Linked DNA regions of Zea mays: region 2 is linked to region 1. A link is a contact called in public Hi-C data. All regions are on one chromosome and are shown on one strand. Each heading gives the region's core, a stretch centred on a gene start, on an enhancer-like site or on the middle of the called end of the contact. The rest is flanking DNA. Distances are from core to core; before and after follow the strand shown.

Region 1 (7,120 bases), core at 1,303-3,802:
GGTTTATCGTCGGAAAAGAAGTGAATTTGGATCTAGAATATACTTGAATTCTCCGAAGTGTTTGTTATAGCTTCCACGCTTCTCTCGGTCTCAGACCTCTACTTGGAGCAATTGTGATTATACCCCTTCTCTAATTCTGTAATTGTGATTTTACTCCTCGTTTATCAACTTTGTGATTTTAGCTCACTATTTTGAAAATGAAGCCACCGTTTATCTCTCTCACTAACACCGTTTATCAACTTTGTGATTTTCGCTAATGGTGTTAAGAGGGAAGGGCAAACGATAGCTTCGTTGTCGAAACAGAAAGGTGAAATCACAAAGTTGAAAAAAGTAAAATCAGAATCAGAGAAGGGTATAATTCATAATTGCCCTAATAAAGAAAAGGCTAATGTGTGTCCTTTCTTTCTCGCAACAAATTCACGTGCAGAGAGACAACAAATTCCTGAAAGAAACGATTATATATGTCTTTCATCATATATAATGTATGTACATCGATAGAATGACGACGAGCCAAACGATTCGATTGATCTCCGCAATACTACGTACAATGCAATGCAAACTCATCACCACCAGATTGCTTGAGCTGAACAATACAATGAAGGATCATCATCAGTAGACTTCGACGTTCCATTGCTCGCTCTTCTTGAGCTGCTTCTTGTAGTCCAACCAGTTGATCCCTGACGGATGATGATGATGATGATGATAACCAAACCAATGCAGCAAGAAAGGTTACGTTAGTTAGCTAGCTACTTGTTCATATCGAGCACAAAAACGAAGGACAAGAGCGATGACAGACAGCTTACCGTCCTTGGCTGCGAGGTCGAGCATGATGTCGTCGATGCCCTTCTCCATGCCCTTGAGCCCGCACATGTAGACGTAGGTGTTGTCCTTCTTGAGCAGCTCCCACAGCTCCTCCTTGTACTCCGCCATGCGCGTCTGGATGTACATCTTCTCCCCGGCCGCGTTCGTCTGCTCCCGGCTCACCGCGAAGTCCAGCCGGAAGTTGTCCGGCGCCATCTCCTTCATCTTCTCCAGCTCCTCCTTGTACAGCAGGGTGTCGCTGGTCGGGACGCCCAGGAACAGCCACGCCAGCCCGGTGTACTATGTATATCATGTTGGATATAGATTCAGTTCATTAATTAATTAGTTCATTTCATCAATTTGTCTGTCTGTCTCTGTTGTTGTTTGATTAATTATTTGAGAGTTTGAGACCTTGTAGTCCTCGTGCTCCTCGAAGAACATCTTCCACAAGAAGGAGCGGAACGGAGCGATGCCGGTACCCGTTGCGAGCTGATGAACACATCAGGATTTACCAGTGCGAGATGATAAGCGGTTTCATGGAGGGATAGCTAGCTAGATGGATGGATGAGCTGACTCTAACTCTACTCACCATGATGATTGTTGCGTTGGGGTCTTTGGGCATGAGCATCTCCTTGCCCACTGGCCCTGTGATCTTCACCTCAGCGCCTGGCTTCAAGTCACCTGCATTAGTATGTATATATATGCTTAGTATATAATATATTAGTCTGCATGGAAGAACTGAGACATGGCGGAAATTAAAGCTAGACAACTGACAGAGGAAGTTCGAGCAGACTCCTTTGACGACCTCCCCCTGATCGTTGGTGTAGACCAGCCTCTTCACGCACAGCGACACCTGCACATCAACAAAAGTTGCCATAGCTATCTTAATGGTGATACATACATATAATTAATTAATTAATTTGTATTAATCATTGGCTCACCGTCTTGGAGTCGCCGAAATCTCCGAGGGCGCTGCTGGCGATGGAGTAGAGCCTGAGCTTGTGCGGCTTGCCGTTCTTGTCCTCGCCATCCGCGATGACGCCGATGGACTGGCCCTCTCTGTAGGGGACCTCGCCTGCATGCACGACCACCCAATACATCACCTTACCTTATCCTAACTAACACTAGATTACTGCTACTAATTAGGTAAGCTACCTACCTTCTGTGCTGAAGACCATGTGCCACGTCTCCCCGGGCGCTTGGTCGCCGGTGATCCTGGTGTTGAGCAGGCACCTCCCGACGTACGGCTCCTTGGGCTTGTACTTGTTGGTGACGAGCCCCTCCTCCTGCTTCTTGGACACCTTCTCCAGCTTCTTGACCGGCTCCGCCTCCGCGGTCTCGGTGGTGGACACCTGCACGCGCAGCCGCACCGCGCGCGGGCCGCCGTGCCGCCGCGGGAACTGGAGGTGGCCGCATGGAGACGACGGGGACGCGGACGCGGACGCCTTGGCCTTGGCGGCGGCAGGGGAGGAGGAGGAGGAGGGCAGAGAGACGGCCGCCGCGGTCACGGCAGCCATGGCTGTGGGTGGGGTCGAATGGAGCGCTAGTGGACCAGATTACAGAGCCGCCGTAGCAAAGATAGCTAGCTAGCTACTGTGGTGCAGGTGCAGTAGAGGAGGGAGAGGATGGGATTTGTATCGGCGGCATGCAGTGCAGTACTGCTGCTCGATCCGAAGAAGAGAGGCGAGGCGAAGGGGCGAGGGAGGGGATGAGTGGAAGAGAGACGAGGTGGGGAGAGCGAGTGGCTGCTGCCCACTCACTGCCTGTGTCTGTCTCTCTCTCTCTCCCCCCTCTTTGACAGCTTAGCAGTGCTCCAGGCCAATGAGGCGGCGCTACGTGGCCATGTACGCTGCTGTCGTGGACTCTAGCAAACGCAGGGAAAAAAGGGTTTACAGGGTCGGGTCGGTTGGGTACGATACGAGACAGGCGGCGACGGCGATGTATGCAACGCCCCAACGGGAATTGACGGGGACAGGGTATCTGGACTGATCCTTATAAATATCGGTTTTTTGTTAAAACTTTTTGAAAGAAAATTTAAAGCTAGTTTTAACTGTGTTTTTATTCTTATAAATATCATCTGTTTCATTGTGTCAAGATCTGTTGTGATAAAAGCTCGTTTGATTTCTTTAGTCGAGTCTCGACTAAAGTTTAGGGTCTATTTAGATCAATGGTGCTAAAGTTTAGCACTATACTTTTTAACTAAATTTGGCACTCGGTCATCCAAAAAATAACTGCTAAAAGTGAAGATAAACTTGAGCATCCAATAATAACAGTTTAAGTTTCTCAAGATGTGCTAAATTTCAGCATTTTGCTAAAGTTTAGCACATGAGATCTAAACAGACCTTAGTTTTTATCATGTTTGATTTTAGGGACTAAAAACATTCAATACACATTAAACGAGACTAAGGACTAGGGACTACAACAGTTTTTTCCGTTTTATTTCCACTCTTTGTCAATTTAGGGATTAAATAAGACTAAAATAGATGGACTAATACTTAGTTCCTAGGACCAAACAAACCCTAATAGGGTGTTTGGTTTGAGGAATAAGCTAGTCCATTATCTTCTCACTCTTCAATATTTTTGTTAGATTTGTGGATTGGAATAAGTTGATCCATCACCACCTCATTACTCATAGTTAGTTAGTTAGTACTAATATGGGGAATGAGGTTATCCCACTAAATTTGAGGAATAAACCCATAATGCACTATCTTAATTTGGATATAATGATTCATTAAACTAAACACCCCTTAAATCTACCTTGTCGCGCCAGATAGATTGACGCGATAGACATACCTCGATACCGGAGAGGATGCGAGAGGATTGGGTGTGTTATGTATGTATTGCAAGAGGAGAGGAGACGAGTGGAAGAGAGACGAGGTGAGCAGCAAGTGGCTGGGTCGGCTACAAGACAGACATCTTTGGCGATTTGAGAATCACATGCATGCGCTCCGCCAGGCAACTAGAAACCGGTTTTTCTTGAAAGTGGAGTGGACCCAGCAGCGCATCAAAACCGTTTTTTCTTTCTTTCTTTTTGAGACCCTGCCGCCCGGTCCGCCCAGTTGCCGGCTCCCGGTCCCGTCCAGGCCACAAACATGCAACGCAACGCAACGCAACTCAGCACTTTTCATCTAAAATTGCTTTTGATGTATTCATGTATTAGTTGTACATGCATGCTGTTCGAACCAAAAAAGAGAGTTGCGGACGGTCCGGCCCTGAGGCCGGACGGTCCGCGGTCTGGACAGTCCGCGCCTGTGGGCCGGACGGTCCGCACGTGCGCAGAACAGATTAGGGTTCCGAGTTTTGTGCTACGGTTGTTAGCTATATTCGCGGGATTAGCTCGGAATCAGTTGTGTAAAGGGTCTAGCCCCCCTCCTCTATAAATAGAGAGGTCTACGGCCGATTTGGAATAATCAACAATCGAATCAATACAACTTTCATTCGCATTTTATCCTAGGAGTAGTTCTAGTCTAGTTTAGGTTTAGCCACTCGATCCCCAAATTCTCCGTCTCTCCTCGACTCTACGTCGATTAGAGGAGTCTAGGTCGGCCTGCCCGAGCCTAGACACCACCTAGGATCTCTACTCCCCGACGGGGTCCCTCCCGGGAGCGAGATCCAGGCGCCGTCGGCGATCTTCCGCCGTCCCTGCGTACGTGCGGACCGTCCGGCCCCAGGGCGCGGACCGTCCGGCCGTCAGGCAGAAGTCCCAGCAGCGCACCAGGCCGCGGACCGTCCGGCCCCAGGCCGCGGACAGTCCGCCCTTGCGCAGAGAGCACCACCGCGCCTCGCACCAGGCCGCGGACCGTCCGGCCCCTGCGCGCGGACCGTCCGCCCCTGTGCAGAGGGCACCGCCACGGTTCTTGTTGAGTGTTTGGCGCTCCGAAAAGGCGTCAATATACTTTTTGGCGACTCCGCTGGGGACAAAACATCTAAGCCCATCAAATCGGCCCTCAATGGCCGGTTCAAGGGAAAGCTCTGATATTTCTCCAAGCAACATCATAGAGCCGACTTGGGAAACCTTGCCGGCTGACGAGCAGCTCCAGTTCGAAGAGCACAAGGAGCAGATGATCCAGGAGGCGAAAGCGAAGTTCTTGGCCAACTTCAAAGTGGACAGGAACAACAAGGTCGTCCGACATCGGGCGACGGATCCGGCTTCGCTCCAACCCACGCCAGATATCCCCAATGTAAGTAATACCAACGATCTGCAATCTCTTAGAAATTATGTAGAAGATCAGCGTGAACAAATGCAGAACATCATAGGGGGTATGCAAAGCGATCTTAAGAGACTAGTACGTGCATTTGATAAATCTAGTACCGCAAATTTTCCTTCGCACGAGGTTGAGTTAGGAGATAACGCGTGTAACACATCGGCTACAGGTTGTCACGACCAGTCACAACCCCTTTATGGGATGCCGATGGACACATACCCTAAGCAACCGCAAATCGGCAGCAAATCAGCCGATCTGCACATGCCCGGACCGTCCGCACGTGAGCGCGGACCGTCCGGGCCAGCAACAGTCGGGCCTATTTTTAATGAGTTACCTAGATATGCGCCCGAGCCACCACACACGGCACAGAACCCAAACTACCCAGTCGGACCATCCGCGTACAACGACGGACGGTCCGCACATAATCACGGACGGTACGGGCCAATGACCGGACAGTCCGCATACGACCTTTTTAAGGAGGATTGCTACCTGAATCCTCACCCGTCCCAGCAACACTTCCCATCGCACTATACAATGCATCAACCTATTAATTCGAGATCTAGAACCCAGGAAAACTTTCCGGCCCCACCTAGAAGGCCGGAAAGGAACGATCAAACATACGAACCATATAGGGCAAGTGGCAATGCACCACGTAACTCAAACCAATGGGGGGAAAGACAGCATGCTAATATCCAGCCAACCCCACCTATGTTTGACCAGAGAGCCGGTGGTCTCGCACCGGCTGCCATTGATATAGTAAGGGAAGAAATAGCCGGGGCGTTCCGAGATAAGCTCGGAGTAAGCATGGTCCCTGGGGGGCAATCATATCGGAAACCTTATGACAGCCGATTTGATCACCACCCATACCCACAGGGAACCAGGATACCCGAATTCGCAAAGTTTTCGGGTGATCAAGGGAAAAACACACGCGAACATATAGGCCAGTTCTTAGCACAATTGGGAGAATTGGCCGACACAGAGGCATTTCGCGTGCGTTTATTTTCATTATCGCTAACAGGAACCGCGTTTGCATGGTATGCCACTTTACCTCCTAATTCCATTTCATCATGGGGGGATCTAGAACAAAAATTTCATGATCATTTTTTCTCCGGTGACTATGAGTTGGATTTAGTAGATTTAGTGTCGTTGCGACAGACAAAAGATGAATCGGTTAATGATTACATCCGGAGATTCCGAGATACAAGAAACCGATGCTTTCAAATTCATTTAGCAGAGAAACAGCTAGTAGGATTAGCCTTTAATGGTCTGCGATATTATTTAAAAGAAAGATTAGAAGGCATCCAATTCTTTACACTAGCACAATTACACCAGAGAGCTTTGGCTTGTGAAAGCCGAAGCAAAGAAACTGCTAAAACAACTCGTCACAACGTACATGTAGTAGAATGCGACCAAAGTAGCTCAGAAGACGAATCAGCAGAGGTGTATGCTGCTGAAATGGTTTGGCCAAAGCAGGCCAAATCTTCGGCTTGTGCCTCCTTACAGCCGGTTCAAAAGAAACGGCAAGAGGAGGTTAAGTTTACATTTAATGTTGGTAAGTGTGATAGAATATTTGATGAATTACTTAAAAATGGCAACATTAAAATAAATCACACTGTTCCATCCGCCGACGAGCTAAAACGTCGTGCATATTGCAAGTGGCATAACTCATTTTCTCATGCCACTAATGATTGTAATGTATTCCGTCGACAGATTCAATCGGCCATTAATGAAGGACGATTGAAATTTCAGGAAATGCAGGTGGATACAGAGCCCTTTTCCGATGAACATGATTGACTTCGAGGGCAAGAAAGTCCTAGTTCGGCCAAACACAGCCGATAAAGACAAAGGCAAAGAGATAATCATCGGCAATGCTAAAGAGGCCGATGGGGATCGTAAAGTTTCTTGCAGGAAAGTGGTGGCCGAGAAGACTCCCGATGGAGGGGAGACCCTAAAGGTGACCATCACAGCCTCCAGTACTGGGGGGCAAGCGCAGACAGGGAGACAGATGCAGGAGCCCGTACTGCGTATCCCGGACGGTCCGGCACGTAGGCGCGGACGGTCCGGGACCCCACCGGACGGTCCGGAGAGCTACGGCGGACGGTCCGGCCGTACTC
Region 2 (7,120 bases), core at 1,820-4,319, 36 kb after region 1:
CGGAAGACGACGAACTCCGCCTCACCCGAGCCCAGGGCTCGGCCTCGACCTCGACCTCGGAGGAGCCTCTGCCTCGCCCAACCTAAGGGCTCGGACCGACCACGTCACAGGGGGGCCATCATTACCCTACTCCTAGCTAGCTCAGGCTACGGGGAACAAGACCGGTGTCCTATATGGCTCGCCCCGGTAAACAAATAATGATGGCGCCCCGCGTGCTCCATGACGACGGCGGCTCTCAGCCCCTTACGGAAGCAAGGAGACGTCAGCAAGGACTCGACAGCCCCAACAGCTGTCCTTCCGCAAGGCTCCAGCGCTCCTCCGACGACCACGACATCACATGAACAGGGTGCCAAAACCTCTCCGGTTGCCACGACGGCATGTACTTAGGGCTCTAGCTCCTCTCTGCTAGACACGTTAGCACACTGCTACTCCCCCATTGTACACCTGGACCCTCTCCTTACGCCTATAAAAGGAAGGTCCAGGGCTCTCGTACGAGAAGGTTGGCCGTGCGGGAGAACGGGCCGACGCGTAAGTCCCTCGCTCTCTCCCACGCGGACGCTTGTAACCCCCTACTGCAAGCGCACCCGAGCTGGGCGCAGGACAACACGAAGGCCGCGGGTTTCCCCCCCTTTTGCCTGTCTCCTTCCCCCCTTCGTGCTCCGTCTCGCGCCGACCCATCTGGGCTGGGACACGCGGCGACAATTTACTCGTCGGTCCAGGGACTCCCCGGGGTCGAAACGCCGACAATTTCTACATGCGGTTTCTTTAAAAAACGCCACTAGAAATCATGGATTTTTACAGGCGGTTTTCTTAAGGAACCGTCTGTAGAAATACGATTTTTAGTGGTGGTTTTGTTAAGGAACCGTCACTAAAAATAACACAGACGGTTGATAACCGAATTCGCCCATAAAATTATATTGCACCGCAGGCTTTGAGCCTTTTTCTACTAGCGTCTATCTCTTGCAGATTTCCGTCCTCTCTCCAAAACTGCTCTGTTAAAGGCCTTGTAAGGTTCTTAGAGCATCTTCAACATAGATATAAACTAGATCCTATCTTCAAATATATAGAACTCGAGACTACAAAATAGTTTCCAACAAGAGAGATCATGTTTTATAAATTTTGGGCAAATCGATATGGGAATCCAACCCTAATAAGCTCTCTAATTTTGGACCCGTTGCGCTCCGTCCTATCTCTGCATCCACGATCCTCACTCGTTAGCACGCCCCTACTCCTCAGTCCTCACCCGCCCCTCACTCAACGGGATTAACCCTGGGTTGACCCCATCCCTTAATTTTTGAGGGATGGTCTCATCCACTATTTTTAAAGAATATTCCTTGACTCTGACTCTGGACCTCTAAACCAAACATGAGTTAAGTTAGAATGATCTCACCTCATCCCTCTCTTCATCCTTCCTCATCCATTCATCCAAACACTACCTAAGTTATCAATCCATGTAAGGACATGTTTATATCCCATGAGCTAAAAATAAGTGAGTAAAGTTTAGAAACCATCAAATAAACAGAAATGACTATCATTTTAATTAGTGACTTTTAGCTTTTTCTGTTTACATCTGTAGCTCGTAAAATGACTAAAATTTAGCTCATTAGAAAAAAAGTGCTTACTTTGGGCTTCTCTACACCCAACAGGCCAAGAGTGCGTTATTTTGGCCTGGGACCCAAAACATGAGTCCAAAAGATAGATAGTACTTCCTCAATTTTAAAATAGCAATCATTTAGCTTATGTATATATTCATGTGGACGACAATAAATTTAGGTAAACATATAGAACACATACATTAACTATTGTATGAATATATAAAAAGATAAAATGAATTTAAATTTGGGATGGAAGGAGTAACAATTAAGCATATTGCTCTAGCTATAATAAGGAGCGGACCCATGTTGGTCTCAGCGAGGGCACAGGCTCCGGCTCAAAATTTGTTAACTATAGTTAGTAGACAAATTTTCACCATTAGTGTCCTATCTCAAGAAAATTAGAGGCCCTCACTCATGTACATGTTCAGCTAAATTTCATATGGGGCTAGAAGTATGCCCCGGCTTAGTTTTTTGGCTGGGTCCGCCCTGGCTATAATGGATTGAATTATATATCAAATTAAAGATCTTCAAATTTAATCTGACAACGAGACACTAAAGTGCATAAGCAATTTATGGTCAACTAGGATAAAGCATTCAAACGACACATCCAGATGCGATAAAGCAATCAGATCGAGCATGCATATGCAACTCACAGCCGACCGATCAAATGGAGAGATCCTCGAGCAGCTCATCGAGCTCATTGTCGTCGGACGGATTCAGCTCAATGCATCCGATAGCCATGGCAAGTTCTTCAATCTCAGCGCAGCTTCGGTCGCTGGCGCTGCCGTCCTGCCCCCGCATCATCTTCATGGCGCTGCCCATAGCTCTCCAGGTCGTGGTTGTTGCAAGAGCTGACGCTGCAGAGGTCGTACCCTAGCACATGCCACATGGTCCCCAGGCTCCAGCTGCCAGCCGATACGCGCGGACGCGCCTTCGCGGAGAAGACGGTGTCGTTCTTGCCAAAGTCCGACGCGCGGGCGACCTGGGCCCATAATGCGATCGGGTCCATCGGGCCGAGCACACCGAGCACGCGATGCTCCAGCTCCAGCTCCATGTTGAGCACGACGTACTCCACGAGCCGGCGGCTGCTGAGCAGGGGCTCAAACCTGTACTGGTCGTACTCCGCCATGCCCATCACGGCGAGGCGCATGCTGATGATGTCGAGTAGCGCGATCCGCCATGCCCATCACGGTCTCCGCGATGGCGTTGCGCGCGCGGAGGCAGTGCGCACAGAATTTGGCCTGGTTCGGCGCTACGATGCCTCAGGTCTGGCAGACGGACGTGAACGCTGCGGCGCCGGCAGCCTGCTGCTCGGGTGTGAAGGAGTAGGGACATGTTTGCCAGACAACGGCGATGGTGGAGATGGTTGGAGAAGAGGAGCTGGCGTCTAGATTACTATGTTCTACCTCTACTTATAAGGTTGCACGGTCCGTGCAAAATAATAGGTCCTGGGCCTTCTTTAAGATATAGGGGCCCAGTTGGCGTTCCAGACTTCGCCGTGTGCTCAGCTCAACTAAGGCCCGTATGTGAGTCAAGAAGCTCGGGATGGAGTCGGGAATCCATTCCTAGGCAGCTGGCCCAAGGCCAGTTTCAGACTTTCAGTTCGCTCTCGTCATGGTTCAGACAGACATTCGAATTCGATGGACCAGCACAGTCTGCAACATAGTACTAGGAACTTTCTTGTTGCAGTTAGAGCGATGAACCGTCTCAACAACAACAACAACAAAAAGGTTAGTACGATGAGACTGTTGACGTTTGAAATATTATATAGACATGATAATTAGATGAGTTGTATTAAAAGTCTTATTATTAGGCTTGATTTTGTTAAGAAACCATACCCTAAGGTTTGGTGGGCTCATACCAAATATAACTCGGAGGGTATCACATCTCTCTATACAAAACTTGTACCATCTCATATGAAATAGAGAATAGAAAGAGACTAGAAGCCCAACCCCACATATTGTCTCTCACGTGTTTCCTATGTCATTCTTCTCGGAAAGGATATAGATCTTCCACAACTTATCGCGCCTGATCTGCTGATGGGAAGAAAAGGAGCGGATCTGTTGATCCACGGTAACGTAGTTCTCAACACGTTATCAGTACGCTCTATCTCGACGTTGCTGCGAGATCATATCTGCATCAACTCTCTATCAAGACGGTAGTTTCTTTGGCCTAGACGAACTGTTCTACGCGACAATCTTCGATTCCTCTACGCAATGGCACGATATGTCATATGCAATTTTTTTCCCAATCTTCTCTTCTCGTTGAAGAGAAACCAAGGCATGCTTAGAACTGTCGCTGCACACGGCCACACGCCGCACCCGAGGCCTTGACCGCGCACCCGCTCTTGAGGCACACATGTCGGGACTATGCCGCGCACGGGCAGTCGTGCCTGTGCCGGAAGGAAGGAGTCCAGCGTGGCATGGACCCTATGAATGACCTCACTGTCGTGGAGAGACTTGAGGTGCTGAGCCTCTCGCCCGGCGAACCACTTCCACCTCGGAGGCTGCGCCGCCCACAGAAGTTTTCGTGCCCGCGCTAGCAAGCACGCCAATGCCGGAGAAGCGCCCGCGATGAGCCCGCGGCGATGAGGGTCAGCCCCTGTTTTTCGTACGTTCTAGAAGACAAGGACATGACCGCGTGCATGGCCGCATGCAGCTAGGGCTCGATATCGAGCCAGCTCGGCTCAGCTCGTTTGAGTTCGAGCTGGCTCGGCTCGTTAAGTTGTCTCGTTTAGCTTGCGAGATAGAATAGAAAAAACAATATATACATAATAATCAATTTCTAGTTAATTCCAAACTATTTTAACAATAGAAAATAGTAATTATACTCATAGTTTCGCATACCACAACAATATAACACCAAATTAACACAACTCATCAATTCACAATTCACACACATATCCATCAGATTAACCCACAATTATATTCGCACAGACCAATTTAACACATAGACAAAGTTCATCAATCATTAGTTTAACTTATAGACCATAGACATCACACATACATATAACATGTTCATCAATTGTTACATATAACTCATTTAAGATACGAGCTGACTCGTTAACAACCAAGCTGACTCATTAATTGTCGGTGTTCCAAGACCGGGGGGTCCCTAAGCTGACGAGTGAATGTCGCCGCGTGCCCCAGCCCATTTGGGTCGACGCGAGGCCGAGCGCGAAGGGGGAAGTGAGGTGGCCGGAGATGGGCGTGAGAGAGGTGGAAATCTCGCGACCTTCGTGTTCGTCCCGCGCCCAGGTCGGGTGCGCTTGCAGTAGGGGGTTACAAGCGTCCACGCGGGAGAGGGAGCGAGCGGCCTCACGCGAGCGCCTGTCTCGTCCTCGTCCCCGCGCGGCCAACCCTCTCTAAGAGGGCCCTGGTCCTTCCTTTTATAGGCGTAAGGAGAGGATCCAGGTGTACAATGGGGGGTGTAGCAGAGTGCTACGTGTCTAGCGGAGGAGAGCTAGCGCCCTAAGTACATGCCGTCGTGGCAGTCGGAGAGATTTTGGCACCCAGCTGGTGTGATGTCGTGGCCGTCGGAGGAGTGCTGGAGCCTGGCGGAGGGACAGCTGTCGGAGCTGTTGAGTCCTTGCTGACGTCCCCTTGCTTCCGTAAGGGGGCTGAGAGCCACCGTCGTCACAGAGTATGCGGGGCGCCATCATTGCCTATCTGGCGGAGCGAGCCAGATGGGACGCCGGTCTTGTTCCCTGTGGCCCGAATCAGCTCGGGGTAGGGTGATGATGGCGCCTCCTGTTGACGTGGCCAGTCTACGCCCTAGGTTGGGCGATGTGGAAGCTCCTCCGAAGCCGAGGTCGAGTCTATCTTCCGTGGCCGAGGTCAAGTCCGAGCCCCTGGGTCGGGCAAGGCGGAGACCGTCGGCTGAGGCCAGGGCGGAGTCCGAGCCCTGGGGTCGGGCGAAGCGGAGTGCGTCGTCTTCCGGGACTTAGCCCGAGTCCGAGCCCTGGGTCGGGCGGAGCGGAGTTCGTCGTCTTCTGGGGCTGAGCCCAAGTCCGAGCCCTGGGTCGGGCGGAGCGGAGTTCGCCGTCTTCCGGGGCTTAGCCCGAGTCCGAGCCCTGGGTCGGGCGGAGCGGAGTTCGCCGTCTTCCGGGGCTGAGCCCAAGTCCGAGCCCTGGGTCGGGCGGAGCGGAGTTCGCCGTCTTCCGGGGCTTAGCCCGAGTCCGAGCCCTGGGTCGGGCGGAGCGGAGCTTCCTATGGTGCCTGCGGCCGGGCCTGACTGCCTGTCAGCCTCACTCTGTCAAGTGGCACCGCAGTCGGAGCGGCGCAGGCGGCGCTGTCTTTCTGTCAGACCGGTCAGTGGAGCGGCGAAGTGAAGGCGGTCACTTCGGCTCTGTCGGCTAGGGGGGCGCGCGTCAGGATAAAGGTGTCAGGCCACCTTTGCATTAAATGCTCCTGCGACTTGGTCGGTCGGTGCGGCGATTTGGTCAGGGTTGCTTCTCAGCGAAGACAGGGCCTCGGGCGAGCCGGAAATATGTTCGCCGCTGGAGGGGGGCCTCGGGCGAGACGGAGATCCTCCGGGGTCGGCTGCCCTTGTCCGAGGCTAGGCTCGGGCGAGGCGTGATCGAGTCCCTCGAATGGACTGATCCCTGACTTAATCGTACCCATCAGGCCTTTGCAGCTTTATGCTGATGGGGGTTACCAGCTGAGAATTAGGAGCCTTGAGGGTACCCCTAATTATGGTCCCCGACAGTAGCCCCCGAGCCTCAAGGGAGTGTTAGCACTCGCTTGGAGGCTTTCGTCGCACTTTTTTGCAAGGGGACCAGCCTTTCTCGGTTGCGTTTTGTTCCGGCGGGTGCGCGCGAGCGCACCCGCCGGGTGTAGCCCCCGAGGCCTCGGAGGAGTGGTTTGACTCCTCCGAGGTCTTAATGCCTCGCGCAATGCTTCGGCTGGTCTGGTCGTTCCCTCATGCGAGCTGGCCGTAGCCCGGGTGTACGGTCGGGTCCCAAGTTCTCGGGCTGGTATGTTGACGCTGTCAACGGTTCGGCCGGAGCCGGGTTTGCGAGAGCAGCCCCCGAGCCTCTGCACAGGGCGAGAGGGCGATCAGGGACAGACTCGACTTTTTTTACATACGCCCCTGTGTCGCCTTTCCGCAAGGAGGAGGGGGGGAAAGCGCCATGTTGCCCTTGATGGGCGCCGAACATGGTGTCTCCGGTGAGCTGCAGGCGGGTAATCCGAGTGGACGTCCGTGCCCCGTTCGTTAGGGGTCGGCTAGGGGCCCAGAGGCGCGACCAAAAGTACCTGTGGGTGATCTGCCGGACCCGGTCCCCTGGCGACGGGGTCCGAGGGCTCGATGCCTCCCTCCGATGGGATTCCGTTACAAGATCGTTCCCGCTGGTCTCGGAAATGTCCTAGGGTACCTCGAGAGCGCAGCCCGAGCCTTGGTTATGTATCGAACGTACCCATGGTCATCCCTCGCTCTGTGTCTGAGGCGGCTGTGAACCCTTCGGGGGCCAGCCTTCGAACCCCTGATCAGTAGTGGGCGCGGAGCCCGAGTAGCCTGAGGCGGTC

What was found. A called contact is a pair of places that touch in the nucleus more often than the background predicts.
Region 2: a contact with region 1 is called in a Hi-C map of leaf, with 6 times the contacts expected there. The contact joins the enhancer-like site here to the promoter of LOC541626 in region 1. A contact is called at or near these places in 6 of 25 Hi-C or Micro-C datasets (bundle sheath, ear, leaf and 1 more).

The regions. Positions count from the first base shown.
Region 1 is chr3:149,356,784-149,363,903 of Zm-B73-REFERENCE-NAM-5.0, forward strand. LOC541626 (ferredoxin) reads right to left here and starts at 2,553. Exons shown (of 7, transcript NM_001111381.1): 1 at 1,961-2,553; 2 at 1,743-1,876; 3 at 1,576-1,654; 4 at 1,391-1,482; 5 at 1,213-1,290; 6 at 804-1,101; 7 at 324-677. The coding sequence starts at 2,318. The coding sequence ends at 610.
Region 2 is chr3:149,392,587-149,399,706 of Zm-B73-REFERENCE-NAM-5.0, forward strand. No RefSeq gene overlaps it. Among protein-coding and RNA genes, the nearest start is that of LOC541626, 37 kb to the left of the region's middle. Within about 2 kb of position 3,070, at least 15 of the 20 cell types and tissues checked have an H3K27ac peak or open chromatin away from gene starts, as enhancers often do. A contact at or near this core is called in bundle sheath, ear, leaf and 1 more, where this site is marked.